Linked DNA regions of Sus scrofa: regions 1 and 2 are each linked to region 3. Evidence: chromatin contacts called from public Hi-C and HiChIP or PLAC-seq data. All regions are on one chromosome and are shown on one strand. The core of a region is the stretch at or near the end of the contact, and the rest is flanking DNA. Distances in the headings are between cores, read along the strand shown. Region 1 holds the start of LOC110257335 (Golgi phosphoprotein 3). Region 2 overlaps MTMR12 (myotubularin-related protein 12). Region 3 holds the start of MTMR12 (myotubularin-related protein 12).

Region 1 (2,700 bases), core at 142-2,641, 120 kb before region 3:
AACGTAAAAGCAATACTTAAAATAATCTCTCACCCAAAGCAAGTTACCTAGAAGGTCAATTTCCAGGAGGCTTCACGAGAATTTTGTTGGACTTCTAACTTTATCAGCAAAACAACTTTTGCCTCCATTACCATCTCACCGTAATTTCCCAAAATTCCAAAAGGTACACCTTAAGCTGTTGGGTTTGTTTTTTGTTTGTTTTTTAAATCCCCCAGAAGGCAGATTCGTGGATCCCTCCCAGGTCCTAAAACCTGCAGAACCATGAGTTCGGGGCGCTGGTGGTTCCATGTGTTTCACTCTAACCCGCAGTCTCCAGGTGGGAATTGTACCCTGGGGTCTATACGGGTTAGACACGCTGGGAAAAAAAGCGAGGAAGAAAGAGACTGTCGGGGAGTCAAAATTTAAGGAGTGACTGTGAAAGGAGAAAGGGAAATCCAAACAATCTGTGCGGGGAGGATCTGGAAGCACCGGGCCGGCTGGGCGCTCCCGAGCGCGGAGCTCAGGAGCTCGGAGGGCAGACGCGCGGAACCAGTGGCCGGGCTCCCGCCTGGCGCCCGAGCCCCGCGCCGGCCGCCCCCGCCCTGCCCGCCGGGGCCGCACCTCTCGGTCCTTGAGGCCCAGCAGGAGCACCTCCTCCATCAGGGTCAGCCGCGTTTCCTTGGAGTCGCCCTTGTCGTCGTCGTCCTGCTCGTCGCGGCGGCTCTGCGCGTCGTCCTCGCCGTTGCCGCCGCCGCCGCCCGCCGCCCTCTCCTTGTCGGCGGCGTTGCGGGAGGCCTCGGTGCGCCGCTGCACCAGCCCGGAACTGCGCTGGGTCAGCGAGGTCATGGCTCCGGCTGAGGCGCCACGCCGGGCCGAGAGAGACGCGGGACCGGCCGGGTCTCCCTCCTCCTCCCTCCGCAGCCCCCGACCCGCGCTTCCGTGTTAAACCCGGGCGCTGGGGCGACGTCCGCGGGCAGCGGGACAGGAGGCAGTCATGGGGATACGGGCCGCGGCGAAGCGGGCGGGCTGGGCGTCGGCGGGGCGAGCGAGGGGTTGCTTTCTTACTGCTGCCGCAGACCCCCTGGCAGCCGGAGCTCGGTGGCGGAGGCGGTGAAGGAAGAAGCAGCGCTGGAGGAGGAAGCGGCGGCGGCAGCGGCGGCGCCTTTCCAATATGGCGGCGCTGGCTGACGTCACTGGAGGATGTGGCACGGCCGGCGCGGGAGGGGCTCGGAGGGCGCCGGAAGCGGCCGGCGAGGACCTGGCGGCCCCGGGCAGGGGTGGGAGTGGGAGCTTGTGGACGTCGACCCCTTCCCCGGTCCCCGGGTCTTCCCCGGCGCTCGCCCTTTCCTTGGCGGTTCGTTCCGCGCTCGGCCCGCGGCCCCCCTCCCGTGACGTGTCCGCCCTCCGCCCGCCTTCCCCTGTGCGGGTCGAGGAGCCCGGGCTGGAGCCAGAGATTGGCCAGGCCCCCGCGAATAGGGGCCACCCCCGTGGCCTAGCGAGCGTGAACCCTGTTTAGCCTCGAGCTGTGCTCTTAGCACCTCGGACACCACCGACCTCGGAGTCGCCCTCGGATAGGGCTGAAGGGACCCGTCTTGGAATCCGGGGTCCCCAGGAGACACTCGGAGGACTTTGCTCAGCGCTGATGGGGTGAGGGCAGGGTGCGTCCTCTGCCCGCGTTCCCAGACTTCAGGAGGAACAATTGCTTTTAAATGGCTTGAAAGTGGACTTTAGTGTTTTCTGGGTGTGTGACGGTATGGAAAGAGAGGTTAGAAAGAACTGAATAGTTTTCTTTGTAAAACTCTTCCTCCCTCCGGGACCAGGGAGCAGTAAGTACAGTTAGTACTGCACACGTCAGTCAGTCAACTTTAACGAACCTTTTATAGAAACAATAAACCCGTTGGGTTTCATGCCACGTCTTTGTACACATTAAATCTCCTTCAATTTAATCAGTGGGTTAAATCCTCTTGGCATGCATGTTAGTTTGTGCAATTTATGTTAAAGAATAGCGTCAAACCTGAGGGGTGGCGGGGGGAGGATGGAGATCCAGAAAAGTAGAACTTCTAAGCAAAACATTATCCAGAAATGGCATTGTATGCCATCCGATATTATTTAAAATCAATAGTGACCACAGGCTGTGGCTACAGAAAGATTTGGAAATGAGGAATGCGTTGTCCTAACAGGGCTGTAGTAAGTGATAAACGCCCACAGTAAAATCGTCCCATAGAACGTTCTGAACACAAAGTTCTTCCCGGGAGTTCCCGTCGTGGCGCAGTGGTTAACGAATCCGACTAGGAACCATGAGGTTGTGGGTTCAATCCCTGGCCTTGCTCAGTGGGTTGGGGATCTGGCGTTGCTATGGCTCTGGCCTAGGCTACATCTCCGATTAGACCCCTAGCCTGGGAACCTCCATGTGCTGCGGGAGCGGCCCTAGAAAAGGCAGAAAGACCAAAAAAAAAAAAAAGTTCTCCCCCTTCCACAGACCCATTACCCACAAATCTTGTGGCTATTCACCATCACTGCCACCCCATGCCTTGGAAAATGAGAAACTAAATCTTCTGGAGTGAGGAGGAGGGTGACCACAAAGTCAACTATCCCTTTCTCCTATCATTTAGAGCAAAGGTCAGTTTCACTTCAACCAATTTCTCTCATTCACAATCCTGTTCAACTCTTTTTTTTTTTTTTTTTTGTCTTTTTGTCTTTTTTGTCTTTTTTTATTGTTGT
Region 2 (2,700 bases), core at 147-2,646, 66 kb before region 3:
GCTGGCCTACGCCACAGCCACAGCCACACCAGATCCAAGCAGCGTCTGTGACCTACACCATGGCTCACGGCAACCGCCAGATCCTTAACCCACTGAGTGAGGCCAGGGATCAAACCTGCGTTCATTTCCACTGTGCCATGATGGGAACTCCAAGGAAGTGTTGTATTTCTGACTGCACTAGGATGCCTCTGATTCTCCCTCCAAGACTCTTTCCGTTCTATCTGAGAGCAGAGAAGGGCCTGCTTCCCCCTGCCTAGCCTAGAGGAGGCTCTCCACAGCAAGTGTGAGCCACACGTCCACCCCTGGAGTGCACGGTACAAAACCCACATGATGAAAATTCTGCTCACACCCTGGCTCGCCAGCCATGACCTACAGTAAATAAAAACATGTCTATACCCATGCATTTGTCTTAGAGTTTTAAGGTCCTGAAAAATCAATGTCTACACCCCTGTGGTTTCTACTTTACAAAAATAAGTGCAACTCCAGTTGCTATTTTATTTTTTTGGTCTTTTTGCCTTTTCTAGGGCCACTCCTGCGGCATATGGGAGTTCCCAGGTTAGGGGTCTAATTGGAGCTGTAGCCACCGACCTACACCAGAGCATAGGAACACAGGATCCGAGCCGCATCTGCAACCTACACCACAGCTCACGGCAACACTGGATCCTTAACCCACGGAGCAAGGCCAGGAATCGAACCCACAACCTCATGGTTCCTGGTCGGATTTGTTCACCACTGAGCCACGACAGGAAACTTCTCCAGTTGCTACTTTAAAATGTCCATGAGGACGATAGTGCCGGCAGGAGTTAGAGAAGCTTCAGAGAGAATTCTAAGCAGGGAAGTGTTTCCACTCTTAAAGCTTCATTGTGACCCCAGAGTGAACACTTGTTCTCCTGTTTCTCTTCCAGGAAACAAGGTCAAACTGTGGGAACACGCGGCTTTAGGAGAAACAGATTTTTATGTGTCTTCCTAGTGCTATCACCTTTTGAAACAAGTTTCATTTTTTTCAGAGGATCTTCCTTCTTCTGTGTGAAGGGTGTTAACTGTACATCTGTGGGTCTCAGGAAGAACGAGATTTCAGAGGAGACATAACCCAGCAATCCACTAAGGATCAAGTGACAGCTCAGCCTCGTCCGCCAGAGATTCCCATTAATTGGGTTTTATTGTAGTGTCTTTTCTTTCCTGGCTGCACCCAGGGCATGTGGAAGTTCCCGGGCCAGGGATCAAATGTGGCCACAGCAGTGACCCAAGCTGCTACAGTGACAACACCTGGATCCTCAACCCACTGAGCCACAAGGGAACTCCTCCCATTTCATTTTATGCAACTCTGGCACTGGTGCAGGTGGGCCCTGGGTATTTCCATCTCTCAGCCCCCAGTCTTTATTCCTCCTTTTCACAGTTACTCAGTACTCTGTTCTGCCACTGTAAGGTAGGACTTCTTCAATAACAACCTTAGGCTTGCTCTCTTCATAGGCTGGTAAATTTCTAGAAGGCAGAAGCACACAGCTCTGTACATGGGAGGTGCTCTGTGAATGTATTCAAATTTAAGTCAGTGAGCCAGCATCAGAGGGTACAAGAAGCCCCAGGCACACACTTTTCCAGTCTGCCCACAGAAGTCAAATCCCAGCAGTCATGGAAAGTGTCAGGAAAATGCTAAAAGCTCAAGGGTATGAAAGCATGAGACAGTCTACTTAAGCATGCGGTAGAAGAAACTTTAAATATTCAAAACAGCAAACATACTACTTCAGCTCAAATCTAACCAATTCCAGCAACAATCCTCATCGCCTAAGGTTTACGCTCTGCTTTTTCACATGCCGAATGTGTATGTCCTGTCTGCATGCACGGCAAGTTAAGCCCACAAAAGAAAAGGAAATCGGGGACCACAAAGTCTCTATGGCAACTATACAAAACTGTCAGACACAAAGATGCAAAAGTAACAATTAAACCATCCATGGGTCTCTTCATACAAAAAGATCATCCAAAGATTTTAACTTTAACTGAGTTAATATAAAACAAAAAACCTCAAAACATTAGGAAATGTGAGCTTTGGAAAAGATAGCAAACAATTCCTTCTTGGGCTACAAATAGGTCTGCCAAGTTCCAAGTGAAAGAATTCATTTTTAAACTCCAACACTGAAATCCAAAGCAAAGGATTCTAAGGTCAGGGTAAAAAGAATGGGAAGGATTTCTACACCAGCTCACCCTTTTTTTTAAGAGAATTCCAATTACATAAAGCCCCATATATAAATAAATCCCAAGTAAAGAAAAAAGGAGACCACTCTTTGTGCTGTAAATATATTACCTAGAAGAAGAATGTTCATGTTTTGTGCTTCTAGACATTCTATAATCTCTATTGCTTTTTTCAGGCAGCGTCTAAATAGGAGAGAGACAAGAAAAGGGGAGATTAGGTCTTGAGCTTGATATCATACACACTAAGAAATTTATTGAGAGGTGTCTGACTTGATCTTCATTTTCTTATCGCACTGTTTCGTGCTAAAACTCCTTCAGAAAAGAAACAAATTATCATTTACACTATTCAGATACTGCAAGACACTCATCTGCTTATCAGAAACTTAAATTCTTTAGAATTCCAAAACTGACATAAAAATGTTCCTAGGTGATCCCTAAACTAGAAATTCTTACTGCAAATTCACAGCTGAGTGTGTCGGTGAGTCCCAGTAAGAGCCCTCAAGCCCACACCTG
Region 3 (2,700 bases), core at 138-2,637:
CTAGTGTGCCTGCACAGGGCTAATTAAAGGGCTGAGAGAGGAGCAGGAAAAAACCTGGAGAAATCCAAAATGAAAACACATCTAATTAGGTATTCGGATTGGGAGCTATTGCTCAAGAAGCCCTCAGCATGACCTACAAGTTGTAACCTCTCTAACCTCCTGTTCTTTGACTCTCCCCTTCCCCCACCGGATTCTGCAGGTCCGGCTTCCTTGATGCCCCTCCAACACTCCAGACTCTTCGCTCCACCTGCACCTCAGATCCCAAGCATCCTCCAAGTCTTTGCTCAAATGCCACTGTACAAGGAGGAAAGAGGGGTCTTTTCTTTTCCCGTGATACTTTTCAACTTCTAATACGCCATATCATTTACTTTTATGTATTTTATCTGTCGTTTACTCCTCTCTCCCTCAGATAAGATCCAGAACAACAGGGATCTTTGTTTTGTTCACTGATGTATACCCCAGTTTAGAACAGTGCCTGGCACTGAATAGGAGTTGAAAAAATATTTTCTGAATGAATGAATGAACCTGACAGTAAACTCCTGGAGGACGTCGAAAGGGTGATGGTGAGGGGTGAAATGAAAGCGGGAAGAAGCGACGGAGAATTCACAAGGAGAGGCAGAGACTGACTGAGGCTGGGACCGACCCACATTTTCTCCCTGCAGTGCTGATGGGAGGCGGGAGGCAGTGCACGGTATCCCACCAGCGGCATCAAATAGCACTCAGAAGCAAGCTGCTAAGATAAGCAAGCTCTACACGCTCGCTGAGAAATTCCAAGGGCAGGGCAGACCCACCCGGACTGCAGGCTCTGGGCAGGTCCCCACGGGGGTCCAGACCCTTCCAACCCTTCCCCTCCCGCGGTGCTCCAAACCCCAGCTCCCCTCCACTGTAGCCAGGAGCTTGAGGGCCGCAGTACCTCCCCGTCTCGGGCCCCTTCACCTGGTCGCCAGAGAGCCGGGCCCTCACTCGGGCACCTGCCTGCCTGCGCCGGGAGATCCCCACCCGGGTCGGCGGGGAGGCCCAGCGCGCCCCTGGGGATCTCACCCTGCCCGGCTTCCCTCCCGGACACCGGCAGGAAGCGCTCGCGGCCCTTCCAGCGGCAGGGAAGGGGCTCCCGGCGCCCCTCGCCCCGGCCGCTCCTGCCCGACGCCCCGCCCGCGCGGCGCCTCCTCACCTCTGGGCGCACGTATGACACGAAGGAGGGCTTCGGCGCCTTGGTGCCGCCGCCACCGCCGACTACCCCTTTCCCCAGCATACCGCCGCCCTGAGAAGCAGCGACGCGCGGGAGCAAAGGCGGCCGCTCGCAGCGGCCACCAGCACTGGCGGCGGGGGCTCCGCCCATCCCCAGGGCCGCGGCGGCCGCGGCGCCGCCCGCATCCGGCTCAGCCGCTGACACCGTTCGCCCCGCCCAGGCCCGCGGGCCCCGCCCACTCCACGGGGGCCGAGGGTGTCTGGGACTCGCTGCCGGAGGCCACGCCCCCTCCGCTCCCGACCTGCGGGGCTGACTGGCGGATACTCGCCTTCCGAGATAGGTCCCTTTCCTTATGTTCGGCAAAGCCCGCCGTCATGCGTCCTCTGATTGGCCAGAAGGCTCTGCGGGCCTAGCCCCCACTTCAAGCCCCTTTGAATGAACCTGGAGCGATGTTTCCTCTGACCAATCCAGAGAGCGTTCTCTCCGGACTCCTCGGCGATTGGATAGTAAGAACATCGCAGTCGCCCACAGATTCTGCAGTCACTGAGTTGTGAGCTTTGATTTACTGCAGTCGTTCTCTTCTCTTGCCATTTTGGAATGAAATTTCCCCAAGTGCGCGGTGTCAGATATCACCGAATGCGAATTAGACAAACCAAGTGATAAGAGGCATCTAGGAACAGGTTTAAATATTTGATCATAAAAGACTTTGTCGACCTCATTTTTCTAAACTTTTGTGTTTGTTTCTCTGTGTTTCTAACAGAATGACCAAAGCCTTTAAGAGGTGTCTTTCATCTGCCTTCTCCAGTTCCGATAAAACCCTCATTTTTAGTGAAGATTGTAAAGAAAATTCATTTACATTAGACATTTGACGCTAAGCATAGTTTTAGACACAGATGAATAAGACAGGACCAGCTCTAAAGAAATTCAGTCTAGTGGAAAAAACTAATAATAAATATTTGCAGTTAATTTTCTCGCTATCAGACCCTGCTAAGCATTCTAGTCCATCAATGGCTCTTTACCCTCTTCTTCTCCATGACTGCCCCATGGTCACCAGCAAAGCCACTCCAAATAAACATAAACTCTAAGCGAAAATGAATGTGCTTACTTTTGCACACATAGGTCAGGACAAGTCCTGTGGCCTCATTTCAACCAGATTGCCATCCTTCAGCCTATCAGATACTGCAGTTCTGGAGCCACCCCTGAATTACATTATCCTGGTTCTCAGGTGGAAGAGCAAATGCAAGTAATTTATCCAGATCTCATAATAAGTCACTAACAGAGCTGGGATTCCAACCCAGGTGTGTCTGATTCCAAAGCCCAGGTTCTGAACATTATAATTATACAAATTGGGAAGAAGCCCAATAAAAGAATGGTCAATTCTCTTTGGGAAGGCCAAGTCAGACTTCATTTGAAAGATATACCTTAGGGAGGTGTTGGGAATGACGTTATTTGTGGAGACTAATAGTATTACTTTATATTTCGCAGAAGTTTTTACTTTTCAAAGTGAAATG

What was found. Hi-C and Micro-C count contacts between places; a contact is called where the count stands out from the background. HiChIP or PLAC-seq counts read pairs in DNA pulled down with a chosen protein or histone mark.
Region 1: a contact with region 3 is called in an H3K27ac HiChIP or PLAC-seq map of alveolar macrophages, with 2.8 times the contacts expected there. The contact joins the promoter of LOC110257335 here to the promoter of MTMR12 in region 3. A contact is called at or near these places in 2 of 5 promoter capture datasets (fetal liver and liver), 5 of 47 Hi-C or Micro-C datasets (alveolar macrophages, embryonic fibroblasts, fetal heart ventricle and 2 more) and 2 of 2 datasets of contacts at active chromatin or transcription factors (alveolar macrophages and skeletal muscle).
Region 2: a contact with region 3 is called in a Hi-C map of omental adipose tissue, with 2.2 times the contacts expected there. The contact joins the enhancer-like site here to the promoter of MTMR12 in region 3. A contact is called at or near these places in 1 of 5 promoter capture datasets (liver), 24 of 47 Hi-C or Micro-C datasets (adipose tissue, alveolar macrophages, brain and 13 more) and 2 of 2 datasets of contacts at active chromatin or transcription factors (alveolar macrophages and skeletal muscle).

Annotation. Positions count from the first base shown.
Region 1 is chr16:18,415,105-18,417,804 of Sscrofa11.1, forward strand. It overlaps LOC110257335 (Golgi phosphoprotein 3), which reads right to left and starts at 1,392. Exons shown (of 4, transcript XM_021077099.1): 1 at 601-1,392. The coding sequence starts at 825.
Region 2 is chr16:18,470,550-18,473,249 of Sscrofa11.1, forward strand. It overlaps MTMR12 (myotubularin-related protein 12), which reads right to left. Exons shown (of 17, transcript XM_021077144.1): 13 at 2,300-2,370. Among named protein-coding and RNA genes, the nearest start is that of MTMR12, 66 kb to the right of the region's middle. Within about 2 kb of position 1,397, at least 6 of the 83 cell types and tissues checked have an H3K27ac peak or open chromatin away from gene starts, as enhancers often do. A contact at or near this core is called in omental adipose tissue, where this site is marked.
Region 3 is chr16:18,536,506-18,539,205 of Sscrofa11.1, forward strand. It overlaps MTMR12 (myotubularin-related protein 12), which reads right to left and starts at 1,388. Exons shown (of 17, transcript XM_021077144.1): 1 at 1,172-1,388. The coding sequence starts at 1,339.